Linked DNA regions of Zeugodacus cucurbitae: region 1 is linked to region 2. The links are chromatin contacts, called in public Hi-C maps. All regions are on one chromosome and are shown on one strand. The core of a region is the stretch at or near the end of the contact, and the rest is flanking DNA. Distances in the headings are between cores, read along the strand shown.

Region 1 (5,817 bases), core at 2,133-4,632, 160 kb after region 2:
AATGTTAAATTCTCTTGCTTGAAGTTGGCTGTCTTTGTATCTTACATATGCATTTTATTCTTATGCTGTATATCGGTGATCTAGTACTTTAAGGTTTCTTTAGTTATTAAAACAAAATTCTTGATATATCTTATAAATCTTATTATCATATAAACAATGAAATTAGTTCCAAAATTGTATCGAAAAATGGGTAAAAGTGTTGGTTCCATCGGCGAATTTATTTCAGTTGTACAAAGTTTTTGTCGTTGAAAAAAAGAGGAAAAGAGGGTGAAAACGCATTTTAACAATGGAGTTTGACACATTTCAGGTCCTGCTCACTAAATACTCGATATGAGCAAGAGTCTTTAAAGAAGAGTTTTGAATCCGTCGAAGATTTTCATGTAAAAAAAATGCTCTAGAATTTGGAAGGTTTATAGCTCTTTACTTTATACTTATACTACGTATTTTTACTCAGATATGATAGTAAAGGCAAGTTTTTTTCCTATTTTGATTTCGAATTTTTCAAATTTTTTTAAATGTTTTATTTTTCTTTTTGATTTTTAAGGTTATGAACTCTTTTAACTTTCACATATTTTTTCTTAAATTTAATTTTGTTAGTTTACAGAGATATTATTTTGTATGAAAATATTTCTCTTTTTTACAAAACTTTGATTAATTTTGAGGTTATTTTCTATTTTTTATTAAATTTTAATTTTGTGTTTTACATTTTTCTTTTTTATTTAATTGTTATATAATCGTTTGCTTCTTTATAATCAAATGAATCTTAATTTTTTCTTTTTATTAAATACAATTTTTTATAATAAATTTCATTTTTTATAGTTTTTTCGTAATATTTTTTCGAAAAAAAATTGTTTTATTTAATTTTCATTTTTTTCCATTTTCATTTTCCTTTTATTTTTTATCAATTCTATTTTATTTTTTCTTAATTTTTTTATTTAAAAGATTCCACTTTTTATATTAAATATTTTATTGTTTCTTTTGTACAAATTCTGTTTTTCTAAATTCTATATATTTTTTGTTTGCTTTCTTTATATTTAAATGAGCCTTAATTTTTGCTTTTATTAAACAAATAATAAATTTAATTTTTTATAGTTTTTTCGTAATATTTTTTCGAAAAAAAAAGTTTTTTTTATTTTTCACTAGCAAAATAATTTTTATACCATTTTCCTTTCCCTTTTATTATCTTATTCTTATCAATTCTATTTTATTTATTGTTAATTTTTTTATTTAAAAGATTCCACTTTTTATATTAAATTTTTTATTGTTTTATTTTTGCATATAAATTCTTTTTTCCAATTTATTTTAATACTTTTTGTTTGTATTTTAACCCACAAAAGTTGCAAAATACTACACAGTGTCGCTTCACCAAGATCTTATCCACACACACACAAACACATAAAATATCACACATAAGCCTTGCCACACAACAAAAGTGCTAAATTATTGCAACACAGTTTGTTTGTTGTTATTTTCATATATTTTGTTGTCACCTTGGTTGTGCTTGCAGTTTTGCCAATTCGCATATCATCAGCAATTTTCACAAATTCTTATTTCAAATATTATTTATTTTCAAAGACACTCGCCAACATACGAGTACACGCTTAGTTTAACAATGCAATGTTAAAAACAAATTGGCGATTTCACAGCACACAAAGTCAACATGAATGCTAAGTATGACGTCACTTTGAACAGTTGGAGTTGTAGAATAACAAAGGTGGAACAAGCTATTTTCAAAAAAAATATATATTTTTTTTATTAATAATTATTTTTTATAAATTTATTCCACCTTTTCCCAAAATATATTTAAATATTCTCGAATAACTTTTGAAATCAACCGCACGCTGCCGTCTTAAAAGTATACTGTCTGAACGGAGACGATATTTTTACAACCAACCGCACACGGCTTCATAAGGCGATAAACTGACTGAACTGTATATTGCGTACTGTGACACAGCAAACTGAAGTTGAACTGTCGACGACCGCACGACCTGCCGCTGTTGATGGTAAAATGGCAAAATATCCTGGCTGGTCGAATATCCTGTCGGCAGCAGCAGCAGCGATGACAGCTGTATTTGTGACTTCATGCAGTTTTCAACCCTCTTCCCCAATTGGCAGTTGCTGTGTGCTCTCTATCTCACTTCTTCGCTACAGTGACTGTTAAAAAAATACTGTTAATAACAGTGGCTAAATAACATACTTCATTTATATGCACAGCGCTCACTCTCACCTAGAGAGAACTCTCATTAACATCCGGCACTCATGTGCTCAATCACTCGCTGCAAACTAACCGCGCTGTTAAAAAATAAAATAAACAAACAGCTGATTTAACAGTCTGCAAACTACATACACATTTAAGGTTAATACATCTCATCTCAAAATGCACCACCGTTCGCTCAACTGCACTCTCTGTCTCTCATGCAGCTCGTACTCAATCTGCATAGTAATGGCATATTTTTTAGTATACTTACAAGTTGTTGTTATTGCTGAATTTGTATTCCATGCGGCAGCTGTGACTTTGAAAAACACCAACAACAACAACACTGAGTCATTGCAAAACAACTGCACTTTAAACCTGGGCGCTCGCATGCACCTTTATGCGCGTCTCGGCGTTACTGCAAAATTTTGCAGACAGCGTTGCATTTATTATTATTGCACGGCATACAAAGTAGTCGTCGTCATGTGGGTTAGGCGTTCACGTGTTGTGCGCGTCGATAAGGCAGTGCGGACAGTACAGGAGGTTCGTATATGCACTTACATGAAATGGTGAGGGTTGCGTGAGAAGACCGGTATCTTCTTCGATGTAGATCTTCGGTATGAAATTTATGTATTTTTTCATGGATTGGTAATATTCCAAGACAAGCAGGGAAGGGATTCTTATTTTAATCCAAGCAATTTTATTCCTTCATTGATATCTTTTTTTTTACTTTTTGTGAGTGAAGCATAGTGAAATCGAGGCTAATTTGTACTCCGCTGACCATTTCAATGCCTTCATCAAGGTTATATAGATGATATCTAACATATAATCCGCTATGAACCATCTAAAAAAGTAGTTTATTCGCAAATATGAATCGTCATCTCTTTCCCAAAATCATCGGATACCTCAGAGCTTAATATTTATGGCGTGTCTTTCAATGGTCTCGAGAGAATGTTTTCCTGTTTGAAATCTCCGATCTATACAAGTTCGGCAGATGGATTAAGAAGGAAACGTCAGGAGTCCAAAATACTTTACTTTTCTCGACCTTGTCACTGAGTTTTTGAAAGTTCCAACGATCTGGTACTTTAATTCTGACTACAACAACTATCCTGTTTTCCGTGCTTTAACGTTAATGATTTGAAATAAAGCTTTCTCCCTTCCGTGCTTCTGCAAACGGTTATCCGAACGTTAGGTCAGGCCATAAACGCGACAATCTGAAACTATAAGTTGTATTTTAAGCGGATATCACCCTTCAGGAGATATTGTTAGGACTTCTAAAACTTTCTAGTTATGAAGAAGCTTTTCGAAAAAGCGGGAAACTTTTCAAGAGTCCAAAGCTTAAAAAGCTGATATATTTTAACAAAAAAATTGTAGCTTCTGATATTAACTATCAAACACATTTTGAACTTTTGCAAACGGTCGCGCCGACGTCGGTTTAGACCCTACCCGAGACAAATCTGAAACTATGAGTTTTATTTTCAACGGAAGTCAGCTTCCAGAAGATAATATTAAGCTCTCTGGAGCTTTCTTGTCACAAAACTTTTCCTGAAAATTCGGGAATTGAAAGCTTAAAAGCTGTCATATTTGAAAAAAATATTTGAGGCTTCTAACATTAAGCCGTCTAGAGCTTTCTTGTTATGACAAAGCTTTCCTTGAAAACCCGGAAGCTATTCAGAGTCGAAAGCTTAAAAAGATATAGTTATTAACAAGATATTAGGGACTTTTGACAATAACTCAAAGAGTAGGGGGATTACACATAAAATGTGGTGTTACTTACACATTTTACCCATAAATCATAACCCAGAGCTTTTAATGGAAAACAGTTTATTTATTTACAAGTTAACAAATGGTAGACTTTAGATTGTGATATTTTCAAAATATGCAATATTAATAACTAATGCTTTGCGCCCAATTCATCCATTAAAATCTCCTGAAAACGTGTGCGCACGCGCAACTGCTGTACAATGTCCAAGCGATTCATATAAGGCAAAAGTGAACGGAAGAACAGTAAATTCTCATTATCCACACTCGCCTCCGTAGAAGTACGTAGCTCTATTGATTTTTCCAACTCCGTAGCCGTTCTCTTACTTGAACAATTATAGAGTTCATCGCGAATTTGTGGTGTAGCCGACGTCGTCTCGTTGTATTCTTCATCGCAGCGTCGCTTATTCCGCGTATACAACGGTTCCGCCATTTGTGGCGCGACCGCAACAAAAGGTGGTGGATCATATTCAATTTCAATTTTACCCTCATCACATGCATTCTCTACAACGTACTCTTCCTTACATTGTACTAATGGCACACTTTGCGAGGCATTTGCGAGCTCATGCTCCTCGTCGAGCGTGTAAACTTTGCGTATGCTCGGAAACTGTTGATTGTATGTGTCTGCAAGTACTGGTGACTCTTGTGAGGCTGCAATATCTTCGATTTGACTTTTACTCTCATCCCAGTCATTATCCGTCGAATCTGTGGAGCGTATATCGATTATTGACTCTGGTTTGATATCGATCACTTGTTTTCGAGGTGTATGTGTATTCAGCAAGAATATTAAACTATTAAAATGTGTCCATTTCGGTTTTTCAGGCTCCTCAATGTAATAATTTTCGCCCGAATTGTAGACTGGTACCTTTTTTAATTCCTTCAAGAATTGATCGCGCAGACTACGCCACTTAATTTTCGCTGTGGACTCTGTAAGTGGTATGAAGTGAAAGGGGGTTTAGAAATAATGAATGGTGAATGTTTTAAAAAATTATTGGTATTCATATTATTTTTTTTATATCCATATATATAAAGTTTAGAACTCACATAATCACCGCTGTGTCGGGTACTCATCGTCTAATATGCCGACAACAAAATCAACTTCATGAGCAAATACTATTCATGATAATCATATAGCACTTATAAAAATATTATAAATTGGTTCAAACTAGTTTTACGCAGCGTATGAAGTAATCGATAACATATATCGATATATGTACCTATACATACATATGTATAGAAGCAATGCGCACGATCTTCGCGTTTTCTTCAACAACAACGCAACTACATACATACATACACACATAAGAGAAGCTAATGACAATCATCGTTGTTTATTTACGCGCAGTTGTGTTTTCCCCGAATCGCTTTTGTATGTCTCTCTCTCACAAACCAAAAACGAGTTCTAACTATGAAAATTTCTAGCATCACTGTATTTATTGTTTATAACTACGGAAATATGCACTAGAATATATATTTTTTGTTTAATTCTTTTATCCATTTATTTAACTACTCACTTGAGATATTGCATGCGTCAGCCACTTCTTGCCAAAGCTTATCTGTTATTTTTTGTTGTTGCCTACCCAATGGTATTTTCTTCCTATCCCACAGAAATTCTCTTTTGCGTACTTCGTCTATGAAATCGTCCATCTTAATTCGTTGCTGTGCGCTTCGATACTGCGAGCATTGCGTTATTTTCGATGTCAGCGAACTCGCAGTTGACGCGATAAACGCAAATACATACCAACGGACAGAGTGTTGGCACGACGAATTCGAAAGAACAAAACACTCGTGAATACTTATCTGTATATGTATATATATGTGCATACTTACAGCAGCGTTGCCGTTTAGGTAGTTTCATTTGG
Region 2 (5,882 bases), core at 821-3,320:
TTGTATGTATATATTAATATTTAATACTTAGAAATATGTAAAGAAAGCATGTATGAGTTGAAAGTGTGTTAGTGAAAACAATAATGTTTAAATATTTCAACTCATTCGTTCTACATTTACACACTTAACCCGTATTGTATCCCAAAGACTGAAATTAGCCCCGTGCGCTATTAAGATGCGTCGTCAAAAGCCACAAACAAATTTAGAAAACAATTTTTACCAGTTAAGCATTTCATATTAGATACGTATATACAAAATTGTTACAATTTTTAAATTTACAAAAAAAAGTATATATATATATATAGGATATGTGCAGAGAATTTGCATTTATTTACTCTAATGCACAAGCATGTTACATTTAATCGCAGTCTATTACTTACATATGTACATATATATGCATATAGTAATAAATTTTTAGCAATATAAACATACATATCTACTGAAAATATTATATATAAAATTAAGTATTAATTTTCATATTATGCATCAGTCTTAAAACAGTAAAATTACAATTTATACAACCTGCAGTAGCCTTATGTAACCAGTGTCACCTTATATTTTTACTTATGTTAAAAACTGAATGCTAATAATGTTAATATTTTACTATTTTGTGTTGGAATAAATTTTTGCGAAAATAACAAAACATATCGAAAAATAACAACTTTAGTTTTATTTATATAAAATTAAATGCATTTGAAGACTTTTTATTTTATAAAAAGGCCAAAAACAAAGATTTCGGAGTCCCTTCTTCACCTAATCACCCAACCCAACACGTCTGACACTACTTTCCATTTGGTCCGACCCTATCGAAATAGCACGTTTCGTGGGGCTCCAGTTGTTTGAGATACTTACCCAAGTGTTGATAAAACACTAATAAATTTGTTGTTTTTGCTACAGCGATATAAAATATTATACTAATAATTATAATAAACGCTGCTCATTTGGCTAATCTGTTAGCTGTTAGATATATATATTCCATACGTCTTTTGTAATTCGTTTCAACGTATTCGAGTGCCCTAACTATTGCCTTAACGCGCATGAAAACTTTGATTGAAATCACAGGGTTTATAGGTATGTTTACATTTTAATTGAGTTATAATATAGTTTTGCGAATACAAAATGGAAATTAAATAAACACATGTCAGTTTTAATGCTACTGCTATTATATTGGCTTAATTTTGAAATGTAGTCCAATGAGTGAAAATACCAAACACTTTAAATCCTGTACTAAATAGTAGAAACAGCGGAGTCCTTCGGGATCTTTTGAACGATTCACATCGACTAACGAACCAGTTTTCGATGTTGTAAAGGAGATATGTTCATCGCCTATGACAATTTCCAACTCCTAAAGTAGGTATATAATTAAGTTTACATACATATAGAATACAAATATTTTGTTAACCTGTCTGCCTACGCGATCCGGCGGTGGCCATGGTGAATCATCTTCAGCCATAATTTCTGAATCCAAAATGATTCGCTTTAGTTCTTCCATTACCGACTGGTGTACAAACGCTTCCTTGCGGATCATTGTGTCGTTTTTGTAGTTCGAGTTGTTGGCATAGCGCAGTTTACCATCCGGCCGAAATTCGAACTCCAGAAACTCATGGCCAAACTTGCCTTTATGGCCAACATAGTAACGCAAATAGAAATCCTCCGTAGTCATAATATCTAGCAATAACAAGCGTTTAATGAAATTGTTTAATTATTATTCAGTCTTTCGTTTGCTAACCTATTTTTCCGGGTTTAGTGCCGTGCCAAACGTCAAATTGTGCGTCAAACTTTCTCCAGTCTTATTTCTATGTTGCCACACTGTGTAAGTTTTCGGAGACCGCGGTGATGTTGAAATCAAATCTTTAAATTCTAGACAAAAGACAAATTTCCTGTAATTTGAACAGAATAATTTTAAATAAAGCTTAAAATTAAAAAAACTTTCTGGAAGAAAGGAAAATTTATGTATTTAGTCTGAAATTAGTTTTGATCTAAAATTTCTTAATCCAAATTGTCTACAAAGTCTACAATTTACATTTGTTTAGATGGCAACGTTTATTTATACAATATTCGCGTTACCAACAACTTTACATAAATGCGAATGATAGTTTAAAATAAAGTACGCATTTATTATTCTCGTGATTTATTGAACGTGCTAATAGAAATTTAATATTATTTAATTAGATTGCAATTAAACAATTAATTTATAAGCATCCGCAAGTTTGTACTGGAGTTACAAAGAATTGGTTGGAAAAAACAAGTATGCGCATCAAAAACAACAATGTTGCCGCCTGTAACAGCTGCGGTAGCAAAACCTATGGCGGCAACAACAATGTTGATAGCAGCGACGTCGACAAAGTCATTTGCTACAAAGTAGATGAAGAAAACAGAGGCACAGCAGTAGCAGCGAAAAGTAAAGATGTAGATTCCAATTGAAGTACATAGTTGTGAAAAATTAATGGATACTTTGAATTAAGGCTTTAAAAGTTGAAAAAAAGTAGCAATTAATGCAGCTTTAAGTTGAATTTCAAGCAGGTAATTTAAATAACTCCCTAATTGTGTAATATAAGAAAAAACAACTGTAAATATTTTTTCTTACTGAACGAATGTGTGGTGATGTAAAGCACAAGTTTTTGTTATTGTAAAGCTGCAATTCGCAAGGGCAGAATATGATGTGGTCGAATCGAGTTCCCCGTTCGCGGATAGTGGGGTAACAGGCGTGAGTTTGTCTCTACATATGTACATTACTAGTAGGTACATGTATTGTATAAAGCGCTTAAAAATGCATTTTTATTATTCACTTTTATACATCAAGGTAATAGAAAGTAGAAGCTTCAAAATGGTCGCATTGAAAACGGGAATAATTTTCGCGCCGAAAATATATAAAGAGCGAAGGAATAAGCGTTTATTTCGCTGACTGCTTTGATTATGTCGGTCAAAGTAATTTTACAAAGTCCATTGGGGCTGGTGTACGAAAACAACTGCAATGAATACGTGAGAGAATGGGACTCGCTTGCAATAGCTAACTCTCAAAAAGGTATTGTGCAGAAATCTACATATTGTCGAGCACGTGCCATCATGCTCTTTTAAATGTATTCCGGAGTACACAACACAGGAGAGTCGATTATTTGTTCATGCGGTTGTGTGATTGCATCAACAGAATATTTTCCGTTGTGGTTTCGTGCCGAGTGAAAGTGCATATAACAATGCGTTATTGAGCATGGGCTGCAGTGAACGGTCAAGCACACATACGCATACACAAAATTGTACTGTAGATGTGCAGACTGGTGTAGCATCTTGATTTTTACTCCAAAACTAGGAAACTCGGTCGCGCAACATTGTTGCTCAGTACCATATACATGTTGGTCGCCTGTAAAAGCCAAGTAATGGGGTGACTGCACAGTGAGGATAGCAGGAAACTGGCTCATCTGTGTAACCGGAAATGGGAGCTAAAGCAGGAGTAAAAAAAAGGACGTATATAAGCTTGTTGTTCTTGTATTTTGCGAATGCAATAAAACTGGTATGCTCGGCTGCAGGCTTGGTTGACATATCATACGTTGTGCTGTGTAAAATCGATGACATTGAGTGCAACATTGTAGAGCACCAGCTGCTCACGAGTAGTATAGCCTGGTGTGGTATCAGTTTTGCGTTGTAGCCACGTTTATAGCAAAAACAAAAATAACGCAATCCTGGTGCGATTTTTTATGTAATTTTTGACTTTGTGTGCAGATTTCGTTGTACCCTGCCTCAAAGGGCAATGAACGGTTGGCTTTCAAATAAGCCTGTGAACTACGAAATCTCGTTCAAAAAAAGAAAAATTATTTCTAACTGTTTTTCAGTGTATTCCAAACGTACATGCATGTGAATTTTATCGCTGTTACTGTCGCGTTACTTCATCTTTAATTCCTGTTGAAACGGTAGTATAAGTGAAGTGTTGTGCGGTGTACATTATTATGTATGTATATTGCAGACACCCTAAGTCGTCAGCAATTCTATGCAATAAGGCGATGGGCAGTCGGTATTTGGGACAGTAAATGTAAAGTTACTTTGTTGTGCACGTAGTACAGTATAAGCGGTTTCTAGTAAGCTTTTGTGAAAATATTAAATTAAATTAATTATTAAACTGTGTTTGCAGTTGAATAGTGAAGAGTTTTAGTTATGATTAATTGTGAAATATCTATGTGCATAAAACTAAAAGCGTAAAATAGTCGTAAAAATAAAGTAACGGGCAATAGTACAATATTTCACTACATGTATGTACATATGTAAGCAGTTGTTCACTGTGAAACCGTGTGTAATTGCAAGTTCAACAGTCTTTATATTTTTTAACATATTTTTCTTTAATTGAATTGCTGTTGTAGACATACGTTATATACTTTTTTATAGGTTAAGTTCTAAGATAATTGTTGCTGTAAACAGCAAAAGCCGATAAAAATGAAGAAATTTATTTTACAACAAAGTTTTTTGCACTTTATACATACAATTTATTTGTAATATATATTAGAAAATCGTATATAATATATTTTATAATAAATCATTGCATTTTTCTTTCTTTTCAGGATCCTCAGGTTTCTAAAAGTGGTTTTCAGCAGTTTCTCCAATATCCTCATATACAAAATAACAAGCTTTTAGAGCAATTTTCAGTATTTGATTCAATGTTTTTGTAGCGTAAATGTACATTGGCAAAAAGGAAATATAAAATGTTGATTTTTTTAACTAAAACCTCAACTGTCCATAGCTTAAAGGAAAATATCGGCAATGTAAACACGGCTGTTGTATAGTTAAACAAACTATCTGATAGCATATAAAGGTAATATATTTAATTAAAATATATATATTTTTTTAATTTTCTTACATTTATTTTTAGTTTTGCTGCAATTGTTCTACAAGTCGCACATTTGTGCGTGTAATTGCGATATTTACCAAAAACCATTTTTCGAATGGTTTACACGTATAGTTTTTCATTACAATGCCATAAAATCAGCCAAAGGTCAGGGAGCGTCAAAAAAAGGCATATACCAAACAAGTGTGTGGATACAACATAAGACGGGTGTGGTGTTCATGCGGACCAAGTATATGCCGGTGTTAACATTTTTCTACATGCACACATACATTTTGCTGCGCTTATATACAAGCAGAATGGCACATACCGCGCATGTAATAACATTACAAACCAACTAAATGACAAAACAAAAGCAAAGCAATGAGACTGCAATGTTAGTAATTTACAACAAAAAATCGTATTAATGTTGTAGTATATAAACGTGATTACAAAGCTACAGCAATAGCGGAGAACATAAGCAAATAAGTATATTTTTTTTTGGTCGAACTTCTGGCCAAGAAACAGCTGATCAGCATTTGGTAGTGTTCAACGAAACAATAAAAAATAATAATAAACAACACCGGCGCTAAATACATGTAAAACTGTTATATACCGCGCAGGTTTTTTTTGTTTGTTTTGCAAACTATAAGTATAAATAGAGAAGAGAACAAAGAGACGAAATAAAAAAAAAAATATAACAATAATGACAACATACGAGCGCACTGCATGCAACATGAGCAATGGCAATAGTAGTAGCAGCAGCAATGAAAAGTTGCGCAGTAATGGTATGAACAACAGCAACAGCGCCTGCACGAGAGCCGAGGAACTAAGCCGTCAACACAGCAGCAACAGTAGCAGAAATCTATTGCAATTCTTTACCATTGTTTTCGTGTGTGCGGCATGTTATTGGAATAGTGCGCAATGTGAGTTGGTCTTCGATGATATTAGCGCTGTGCGCGATAATAAGGACCTACGCTCCTATACACCGCTACGGAATATTTTTCTCAACGATTTCTGGGGCACACCAATGCGCAAAGAGCAATCGCATAAATCGTATCGGCCGCTAACAGTG

What was found. Hi-C and Micro-C count contacts between places; a contact is called where the count stands out from the background.
Region 1: a Hi-C map of whole body shows a contact between it and region 2, with 7 times the contacts expected there. The contact joins the promoter of LOC105214022 here to the promoter of LOC105214015 in region 2. A contact is called at or near these places in 2 of 2 Hi-C or Micro-C datasets (both in whole body).

The regions. Positions count from the first base shown.
Region 1 is chr6:26,819,500-26,825,316 of idZeuCucr1.2, forward strand. LOC105214022 (protein king tubby) reads right to left here and starts at 3,383. Exons shown (of 9, transcript XM_011187181.3): 1 at 2,469-3,383; 2 at 2,228-2,292; 3 at 1,787-2,154. LOC105214024 reads right to left here and starts at 5,693. Exons shown (of 2, transcript XM_054232974.1): 1 at 5,470-5,693; 2 at 4,002-4,882. The coding sequence starts at 5,602. The coding sequence ends at 4,089.
Region 2 is chr6:26,664,631-26,670,512 of idZeuCucr1.2, forward strand. It overlaps LOC105214015 (protein O-mannosyl-transferase Tmtc3), which reads left to right and starts at 2,071. Exons shown (of 6, transcript XR_008471688.1): 1 at 2,071-2,523; 2 at 4,548-4,798; 3 at 4,856-5,882. LOC105214016 (protein mago nashi) reads right to left here and starts at 1,890. Exons shown (of 3, transcript XM_011187170.3): 1 at 1,730-1,890; 2 at 1,403-1,668; 3 at 1,065-1,345. The coding sequence starts at 1,663. The coding sequence ends at 1,163. LOC105214018 (membrane-associated guanylate kinase, WW and PDZ domain-containing protein 1) reads left to right here. Exons shown (of 7, transcript XM_054233047.1): 7 at 1-631.